Regions from separate parts of the Sus scrofa genome. Here regions 2 and 3 are each linked to region 1. Evidence: chromatin contacts called from public promoter capture Hi-C data. All regions are on one chromosome and are shown on one strand. The core of a region is the stretch at or near the end of the contact, and the rest is flanking DNA. Distances in the headings are between cores, read along the strand shown. Region 1 holds the start of GHDC (GH3 domain containing). Region 2 holds the start of STAT3 (signal transducer and activator of transcription 3). Region 3 holds the start of CNP (2',3'-cyclic-nucleotide 3'-phosphodiesterase).

Region 1 (2,706 bases), core at 179-2,678:
ATTCGTATATGTAAATGTGTAAATTATATCTAATAAGGCTGTTATTTTTTTTAAAATCAAGTGCAAGGCCTAAATAAGAACTAAAAAGGAGTGAAAGCAAGGTGGGGTAGCCAGATAGAGCAGACCTGTGCAAAGGAGCTCAGCTGTGAAAATAAGAGAGTTTGCAAGACAGAGGGCTTTTAGCGTCTGAGAGCCTGGGTCAAGGGCACAGGAGGAGAGAGGACTTAACCGTGGGACTGCCTCCTGCCATAACGATAGGAGAAGTTTGTGTTTATTGTGATAAAACCAATAAGCTAACCCAGGTGGTGGCCCCAATTACCAGGTAAAGTTAGTTATTTTGAGAACACCTGTTAGCAGGTGGCGTCTGCCCGGCTCTGGCTTTAAAGGGGAGCGAGGTTTTTTTGGTCTTTGCAGTTTCAGCTGATTGCCTGCGACGCATCTCACTCCAATTTAATGCTTATTCAATAACGAAAGCATTTTCTTTCTCTACCACCTTTTTGGAGAGCAATTCTGGATTGGAGAAAATTCTGGGTTTTGTTTGTTTGTTAGTTTGTTCATTTGTTTTGGCTGCCCCACAGCATGTGGAATTCCTGGCCCAGGGATCAGATCCAAGCCACAGTTGTCGCATACACCCAATCTTTAACCCACTGTGTTGGGCCAGCGATCAAACTTGTGTCCCATTGTGCTACAGTAGGAATTCCAAAAATTCTGTTTCTTAACAGTTCTCAAATCTAATGAATAGTGAGACTTTTGTCAATGAAGCTTATGATGAACAGGAATTGTTAACCTCTTTACAAACTGACTAATCTGATTTAAAAAAAAAAAAAAAAGGAGCTGAGATACCTCAATAAAAGTCTGTTTATTAAAAAAAAAATTTGGAAAGTTCCCGTCATGGTTCAGCAGAAGTGAATCTGACTAGCATCCATGAGGACACAGATTCAAGCCCTGCCCTCGCTCAGTGGGTTAAGGATCCGGTGTTGCTGTGAGCTGTGGTGTAGGTTGCAGATGCGGCTTGGATCTGGCATTGCTGTGGCTATGGCTGTGGCCAGCAGCTGTAGCTCCAATTCGACCCCTAGCCTGGGAACCTCCATGTGCCACGAGTGCGGCCCTAAAAAGACCAAAAAAAAAAAAAAAAAAAAATGAAGCAAATTTGAACCTACTTCAGGATAGGGTGCACCCCACTCCCCACTCAAGCTGATTGGAGGCAGTCTTTTCACACTCAGCTTCCTCTTCCTTCACATGCTACTCTGGCCCTAACCTCCCTCCACCTGCCAGCTTGGGCCAGCTCCCAGCCCGGCAGTCCTTAGGTGACCTGCCCCTTTAAGAGCTCCCCCCCTTCCCAGCACCTCCCTCAGGCCCAGCAGCCGGATTTCCCGGTCCAGGCCCAGCCCTTTAAAGTCGTGGCCCCAGCTTTCTGGCCCGCTGTGCACTGAGGCTGTACGGAGCACTGCGGGGACCCTGGGTGCCTGGCGGAGGCACATTTGGGCTGTGACAGGTGCATGTGGGACATGGAATCACTGCTCGGGGCTCAGGGGGAGACACGATGCTGGGAGAGGGTAGGTCCTGGACAAAGCAGAGCCACTCGGGAATGGACCAGGCGTGTCATCGGTTAGGCAACCGCTGTGTGCCAGGCACCGTGCCATGCCTTCCCTGCACCTTCTGAAGGGTGTTATTACTCCCATCTTACAGACAGGGGAAGGGGACGGAGCTCAGAGCGGCGAGCTGAGATCCCCAGGGCCAGCCAGCTAACCAGGGGCAGAGCCAGGATCCCGATTCAGGTCAGTGTGGCCCCAGAGCCCTGATGTTCTCTCCTCTGCGTCTCACCTGCCTGACAGGGGTCCTGGCTTCTCGAACCTCCATTTTAACTGATTCCCCCCAGGGGGAGGGGCGGGGGAGGAAACGGATGGTCCCCGCCTCCTCCTCACAATCCCTCGATGCGGAGGCCTTCCTCCTCCTAGGGAGCGGCTTAGAGATGCTGCTGCTGCTGCTGTTCCTGCTGTTGCTGCTACTGCCTCCACTGGTGATGCTCTGGTGGTGGCACTCCCAGGATGCCAGGCTGTCCTGGCTTGTCTGCCTCCAGCACCGTGTAGCATGGAGGGTCCTGTGCTGGGCAGCTGCCTGGCAGCAGAAGAGGCTGGAGCAGAGCACGCTGCACGCAGGCCAGAGTCAGCAGCAGGCCCTGAGATGGTGTCTGCAGCGGGCCCAGGGTCCCTGCTGTCCCCTCAGGGGGAGCACAGGTGTGTTTCCCAAGGCGTGGGGAGGTGGCCCAAAGAGAAAGAAACCCCATAGGACAGTCAGATTCCAAAACCTGAAAACCTCCCTCCCCGCTTCTTCTGCCAACACAGAGGGGCCTGACCCAGAGATCTGACCCAGGCTAAGGAATGGTCAAGAGAATTTTCCCATCCTGGGTCCTGGTAGCCCCTCATCCCCCAGGCCTATTCCGGGTTCCTTCCTCAAGGATGTCACCCGTCTTGGCCTGAAACTCTTGGGAACTCTGTGGCTTCATAAAGATTTTGTGATGTCTTTGGGGCTACAGATATAAGCACCTTCCGGAATCATCTTCCACTGACCAAGGCCAGCCAGGTCCAGGAGGAAGAGGGTAGGGGGCAGGTCTTGCCCCCTACCTCAAACCAGTACTGTGGGGAGGCCTCTCTGCAGGTAAACTGGGAAGGCTGGAGCCCGACCCCACCAGAGACCCCCCTAATT
Region 2 (2,700 bases), core at 127-2,626, 170 kb before region 1:
TCCCAGGCTAGGGGCTGAATCAGAGCTGCAGCCGCCGGCCTACACCACAGCCACAGCAATGCCAGATCAGAGCCACGTCTTCGACCTGTACCACAACCCATGGTAACACTGGATCCTTAACACACTGAGCTAGGCCAGGGGTCCAACCTGCTTCCTCATGGATGCTAGTCAGATTCATTTCCGCTGGACGGTGGGAACACCTGATAAAAGGTCCCTTTTTGGATTTCATCTTAATACCTCTTTGTACTAAACAAACACAATAAACACAAATAAGCACTAATAGCTGTTATTTTTTAAAACCCTGATTGTACCAGCACATACATACAATCCTCTATTATGCAAAGTACATCCTCTATTATGCAAGATAAAATGTCTACATTTCCTATAAACTACTGGTTTCAATGGAGTAGAACTTGCACTCGAAGTAGACAGGCGAAAAAGATAAAGGCACGCAATTTCAAGTATTTCAACTCAGACACATAAAAACAATGTGTATACGTGTCATTCTTTATCTGTACTGTCTCCTGCATTCCCGTGAACAGGCCAATGTGCGAGTCGTGTTGGCCTTTGATGCTTGAAGAGACGGAACGGAGGACGGGGTTAAATCCACTACCCTCTCCCCACGCACTCTAGTAATTACTCTACTTCCACGTCATGTTTCCGGGTGTGTGTGTCTCGACTCACGCAGAAACTGAGGTTCAAAGCAGGCGGGAGTCACCCATGTTCTTTTGGCTGTCCCCAAAAACCCAATTCAGCCGTTGAGGTCTTAGAGTATCTGGCGATACCTGGGTACTGTTTAACTGGCTGATTCCCACGTGGTAAGTGGCTCCTAACTCACCCCCACGTGGTGCCAAGGGCCGGGAAAAGGGAGAGTAGGCAAAAGAGAGCCGCATCAGGGGCATTTAAAGTGTCTTGACGTCACACACTGCCAGGAACTCAGCTGAGTTTTCAGCAGGACATTCCGGTCATCTTTCTTCCCTCCCTCCGGGTCTCTCAGCCCAAGGCCTTGGCTCTTCCCTTACTGTTGCGGAGGGAGTAGCAGTGAGCCCTCGGAACAGCCAGTACAGGGGCGTTCCCGGCCTTGTGTTGGCTCCGCCCCTTCTCCAAGGAGCTCTCCTCATTGGCAAGTGGGTGGGGCTTCGGAGATACAGTACATTCACCAGGGCCTCTGTGTGGCAGAGAAAACTGGTCGTCTCATGAATAATGCATGAGCGGAGTGCCCAGGCCAGGCGGGGGCTGGGCGGGGATTGGCTGGAGGGGCTGTAATTCAGCGGTTTCCGGAGCTGCGGCGGCGTAGACCGGGAGGGGGAGCCTGGGGTTCCGACGTCGCCGCGGAGGGAGCGAGCCCGAACAGGATCCTTGACGAGCACCCCTACTTGGCGCTCTCCCCGTGTCTAATAGGGGAGACTCTGCGGCCTGAGGGAGCCCTGCGGCCCGCACCCCGGCGCAAGCGCAGCCCCGGCCAGTCGGGCCTCAGCCGGAGCAGCAGGTGAAGGGGGTTAAGGGTGGGGCCGCCCCCCCCCTCCCCGGGCGACGGCCTCCGGGCCGGGGATCCAGGGGTGGGTGCCAGAAGGGCTGAGATGCTCTGGGGTGTTTGAGGGAGTAGTGGACAGAAGCTTCAGTAGGGCAGAGGGGATACGAAGAGACCGGGAGGGTCGTTCTGAAGGGTCGTTCCCAGGATGACAGGAGTCGGCCTCTGAAGGGACAGGGTACGCTGGAAGGAAGTTTTCATTCTTTGGAGAAAGAGGAGACGCGGTGGAAGAGTGAGAAGGGGCTCGAGGGGGAGGACCATTGGGGCCAGGGCACTCTAGAGTGGCGGTGGCAGGAGTGAGGGACAGCCCCCGACTTCCTGCTCCTTGGGGCTCTGGGGACGTTCCGGCCGCAGGAGCGACTGTCATGCTGGCGAAGATCACGGAGGGGTGGGTTGGCAAGCGCCTCCTCCCCGCCCCCCCGGCCGGGCCCGGCGGCTCCGGCTGAGCCACTTCCTCCGTCTTGTCCAGTTCCCGCTCCTGTAGGATCCAGCTGTGCCCCCCTGGAGAGGTAGGAATAGGTGTCTTCCTCCTCCAGCCTCACGGGCTGGTTGTTCATGGTTAGGGTTATTGCATAAGAATCAAGTTTCCTGTAGGGAAATTGACAATCTCGTTCTCTTTCTAAACTCCCTCTCGTCTTTTTCTAGGTTAAATCGTGTTTCTCTCCTCCCCCTTCTTAAAAAAAACCCAACAAAATAAAACCCCCATCAAACCAACTCTAGAGAGAAATAAACCTTTTTCCTCCTGGCATTGTTCTTTTATAAACACCTGGTAAACTTGGCCAAAAGATAAATAATTGAGCCCTTGCGTTTACTGGATTGTGGTGTTGCTTAATTGCATAGGCCGGAATGAACCAATCGAGAGTGGGAGTTTTCTGTCTCAGAGCCAAGGTCTTGGGTAAATGCAGAGAAGAGGGAAACAAAGACAGGCTGGCCTTGGCAGAACCAAGTGTGCAAACTTTACCTGTGTTTGGGGGGTGTGGTTGCATTTCGGTTAGCAAGATTCAAACCAACATGAAGTCATTTTCTCCATGTTTAGTCCACATCCCTCTGTGTTATACAAATTGGATGGATAGTGTTAACCCTTATTAAAAATGTATATAATGTGTATCTGCTGGTTTTTTGGGGGTGTGCATCTAAAGGGTATGTTTATTCTGCCTATGGGTTGTCAT
Region 3 (2,956 bases), core at 118-2,617, 180 kb after region 1:
GCCAGGTCACCGCCAGCCTTGCCCCCTTGCCTCTGGCCTCGTTCTAACTGGGGGGGCCCTGCTCCTGGGCGCAGCCCTGATTGACAGGCACCCCCGGGGTGCTGCGGGCACCGTCCCAAAACGTGGGGTGCTGGTCCTATTCTCCTAGGTCTTTGCAACCTGATGGCTTCGGGTTGTGCAGCTTGGAGAGGAGCACTTGTCTGGGTCTGAAACTCCTACTCGAAGATCACTCGCTGCCACCACTTCCAAAGGAAAACTGCTGGAAGTGCATGCAGGGGAGGGCCTGAAGCCTGCGCTCTTGGGAGCGGACCCTAACTTTATATTCCTGGCACCTACTAAGGATGACCTCTTTGGAGGTGGTGGGGGGCTCTACGTCTGGGCAAAGCCACAGCTGCCCTGGCTCTGAGTGCACAGAGGAGGGTGGGGGTGGAGAAGGGTGACCCCAAGCCCGCCTCCCTTCCCCCAACAATGCCAGCAACAAATAATACTCTCTTGTCTGGGATGGGGGGGGACAATGGTCCCACAGAAAGGCTGGTGGGGGGCAGGGCAGGAGAGCACTGGACAAAGGGCTTCATTCAGCACCCCTGCCACCTCCTCCTCTGCCCTGGTTCCCCCCCACCAAAGTCTTGGTCTTTGTGCCTGCCCCAGGACTGGGCGGTACTGGACACCTGTGTCCAGGGTCTAGCTCTGCCCACCCCTTGCTGTGTGTCAGCAGCACCTCTCTGAGCCGCTTGTTTTCCTGCCAGCAAAAAGCCACAGGTGATAGTTTTTACTGTAAGCCGCCTTCTCCTCTCAATCGGGAGGCCCCACCTCCCGCCAGTCCCCTGCGAGCTCAGCTGGCGTACGTTTATCTCCGATGAGGCCCCGAGCAGGGGAGCGCGCCGCAGGCCCACCCAGCGTGGGCCCAGCGTGTTACCTGAGCCCACCGGCCTCCCGCGTCTGCCCCGGGGCTGCTGCCCGATTCCCTTCCTCTTCCAGCGCTGTCCCCACTCCCCGACTCTCCCCGCGTCGCAGCTACCTCCGGGCTGCACCGGACTGCCGAGAAAACCCCAACTCCACTCCGGAACCACGCTCCTCATTTGCATGCCACTTCCTCCCCCAGTCGCCCAGCGCTCCCCTTCTCCACTAAGGTGCTATCCTGGCCCGGTCCGCTCGCTCCCCTCCCGGCCCTTCCCGCGCCCGCTCACCATGATGAGGAGGAGGCGCCGCGGTCGCCGCCTTCGCAGCACTGGCTCTCCGGGGCCGCCCGCCCGCGCGGAGGGACACGGAGTCTAGCGGTGGCGCGTGGCCACGCTCGGCCGCCTTACATAGCCCGGGGGCGGAGCGCCCGCGGGCGGGACGGGGGTGGGCCGGCTCCGGCTCCGGCCCCCTCTGCGCAGGCGCGGCGAATCGAAACTCGAAACTGATTCGGCAGGGGGTGGAAAGGACCCCGCTCCCGTGCGCTCGGGCTGTGGTGCCCCTGTGCCTCAGTCAAGCAGCTGCGCGGCGGCCGGGGACCAAGGTGGAGGCGGACGGCTGGTGTGGCCTGTTTTTCTTGTAGGAGTTACGGACAAACACCTTGAAGGAGACAGTCACCCTCCTCGGTCCCGCACGGAAATTGGGTCGAGGCGAGGAAGGCAGGGTCTTCCAAGTGCAAGGCTGAATCCTGTCTTTAAGTTTTGATATCGTACTCATCATCACTTTTTGCATGAATTTTTTTCAGCACGCAGAAGTTCCCAGTCGAGGGCTATAACCCTCGCTACAGCAGTGGCGATGCCTGGCCCTTAACCTGCTGAGCCACTAGGAAACTCCAGTTTTTGCTTTTTTTTTTTTTTTTTAACCATATTGCATTAAAATAGTTTCTCTTTTCTCAGTGAGTTTTTTTGGACCCTACATTACTTAAAAGTTGCATTCGAAATGACTCATTTGCCTCCCCCTAGCCTCAGCCTAAAGTCAGCCTCTGCCCCCACCAACCCCAACACTTCAGGAATTGTGGAGATGGGATTAGGATGGCAATGGCCAAAGGGATAGATGAATAACGTGAAATCCTAACTCACCCTCTGAGGCAGCTGCTCAGCCACCCCCTCTGTGAAACCACTGAAAGCTGAGGTGGGTTTTCAAGAGCTTCCTGTGTACCAGGTGCTGTGCTAAGTACCCATATAAACCTCAGGTGTGAGAAAACAGCCTTGCAGACAACGGTTTACTTGACTATATGGTGGCGGGAGGCGGGATCAGCTGCAGCTCCTACTCCCACAGTCCTGGGGCAGACACCTTCCTTCTCCCTCTGGGTCCTAGAGCCCAGCGTCCCACCAGCACCAGCGTGCATTTCATTCGGCTGTCCAGGCTTAGGGGTTTACAAGTAGGCTGCCTTCACTATGTGATGGATGAGAGGTCTCATCCTTATTTCTTCCAGAAAGCCTCCCACAGTCCTCTGCACACAGTAGGTACTCAGCAAGATGAACCAATGGCCAGCAGCTGGGCAGATGTACCTCTACTCCCAGGCCTTTCTCTGTCCTCCCCTCCTTAAGGGTTTTGAGTTCCTTAGAGCTCACCCATTTCTTCATTCTCCTGAAACTGTTCCTTCTTCTTCCTTTTTTTTTTTTTTTTTTTTTTTTTGGCTTTTTTAGGTCCAAATCTGTGGCGTATGGAGGGTCCCAGGCTAGGGGTCAAATTGGAGCTGTAGCAACACCAGATCCGAGCCATGTCTGGGATCTACACCACAGCTCACACCAATGCTGGATCCTTAACCCATTGAGAGAGGCCAGGGATTGAACCTGCGTCCTCATGGATACTAGTCAGATTCACTTCCGCTGAGCCACAACAGGAACTCCCTGAGACCCTTTCCTCTGAGCACCTTTCTCATTTCTCCCAGGAGCTCTTTGGACAGGGCCTGGGGCAGGACACCTTCCACACCTTGGTCCCACTCTGGCCTTGTTCGGGAGTCTTGTATTTCTCACCTAGTCCGAACATCAGGGTT

The links. Promoter capture Hi-C pulls out the DNA fragments that hold promoters and counts their contacts.
Region 2: a promoter capture Hi-C map of liver shows a contact between it and region 1, with 4 times the contacts expected there. The contact joins the promoter of STAT3 here to the promoter of GHDC in region 1. A contact is called at or near these places in 2 of 5 promoter capture datasets (fetal liver and liver) and 1 of 2 datasets of contacts at active chromatin or transcription factors (alveolar macrophages).
Region 3: a promoter capture Hi-C map of fetal liver shows a contact between it and region 1, with 2.9 times the contacts expected there. The contact joins the promoter of CNP here to the promoter of GHDC in region 1. A contact is called at or near these places in 3 of 5 promoter capture datasets (fetal liver, fetal skeletal muscle and liver), 11 of 47 Hi-C or Micro-C datasets (alveolar macrophages, embryonic fibroblasts, epiblast stem cells and 6 more) and 2 of 2 datasets of contacts at active chromatin or transcription factors (alveolar macrophages and skeletal muscle).

The regions. Positions count from the first base shown.
Region 1 is chr12:20,579,600-20,582,305 of Sscrofa11.1, forward strand. GHDC (GH3 domain containing) reads left to right here and starts at 1,429. Exons shown (of 10, transcript NM_001246239.1): 1 at 1,429-1,556; 2 at 1,690-1,778; 3 at 1,959-2,237; 4 at 2,537-2,658. The coding sequence starts at 1,973.
Region 2 is chr12:20,405,940-20,408,639 of Sscrofa11.1, forward strand. STAT3 (signal transducer and activator of transcription 3) reads left to right here and starts at 1,377. Exons shown (of 25, transcript NM_001044580.1): 1 at 1,377-1,489.
Region 3 is chr12:20,764,288-20,767,243 of Sscrofa11.1, forward strand. It overlaps CNP (2',3'-cyclic-nucleotide 3'-phosphodiesterase), which reads right to left and starts at 1,368. Exons shown (of 4, transcript XM_003131420.5): 1 at 1,188-1,368. The coding sequence starts at 1,190. It overlaps TTC25 (tetratricopeptide repeat protein 25), which reads right to left. Exons shown (of 12, transcript XM_021066990.1): 12 at 1,801-2,956.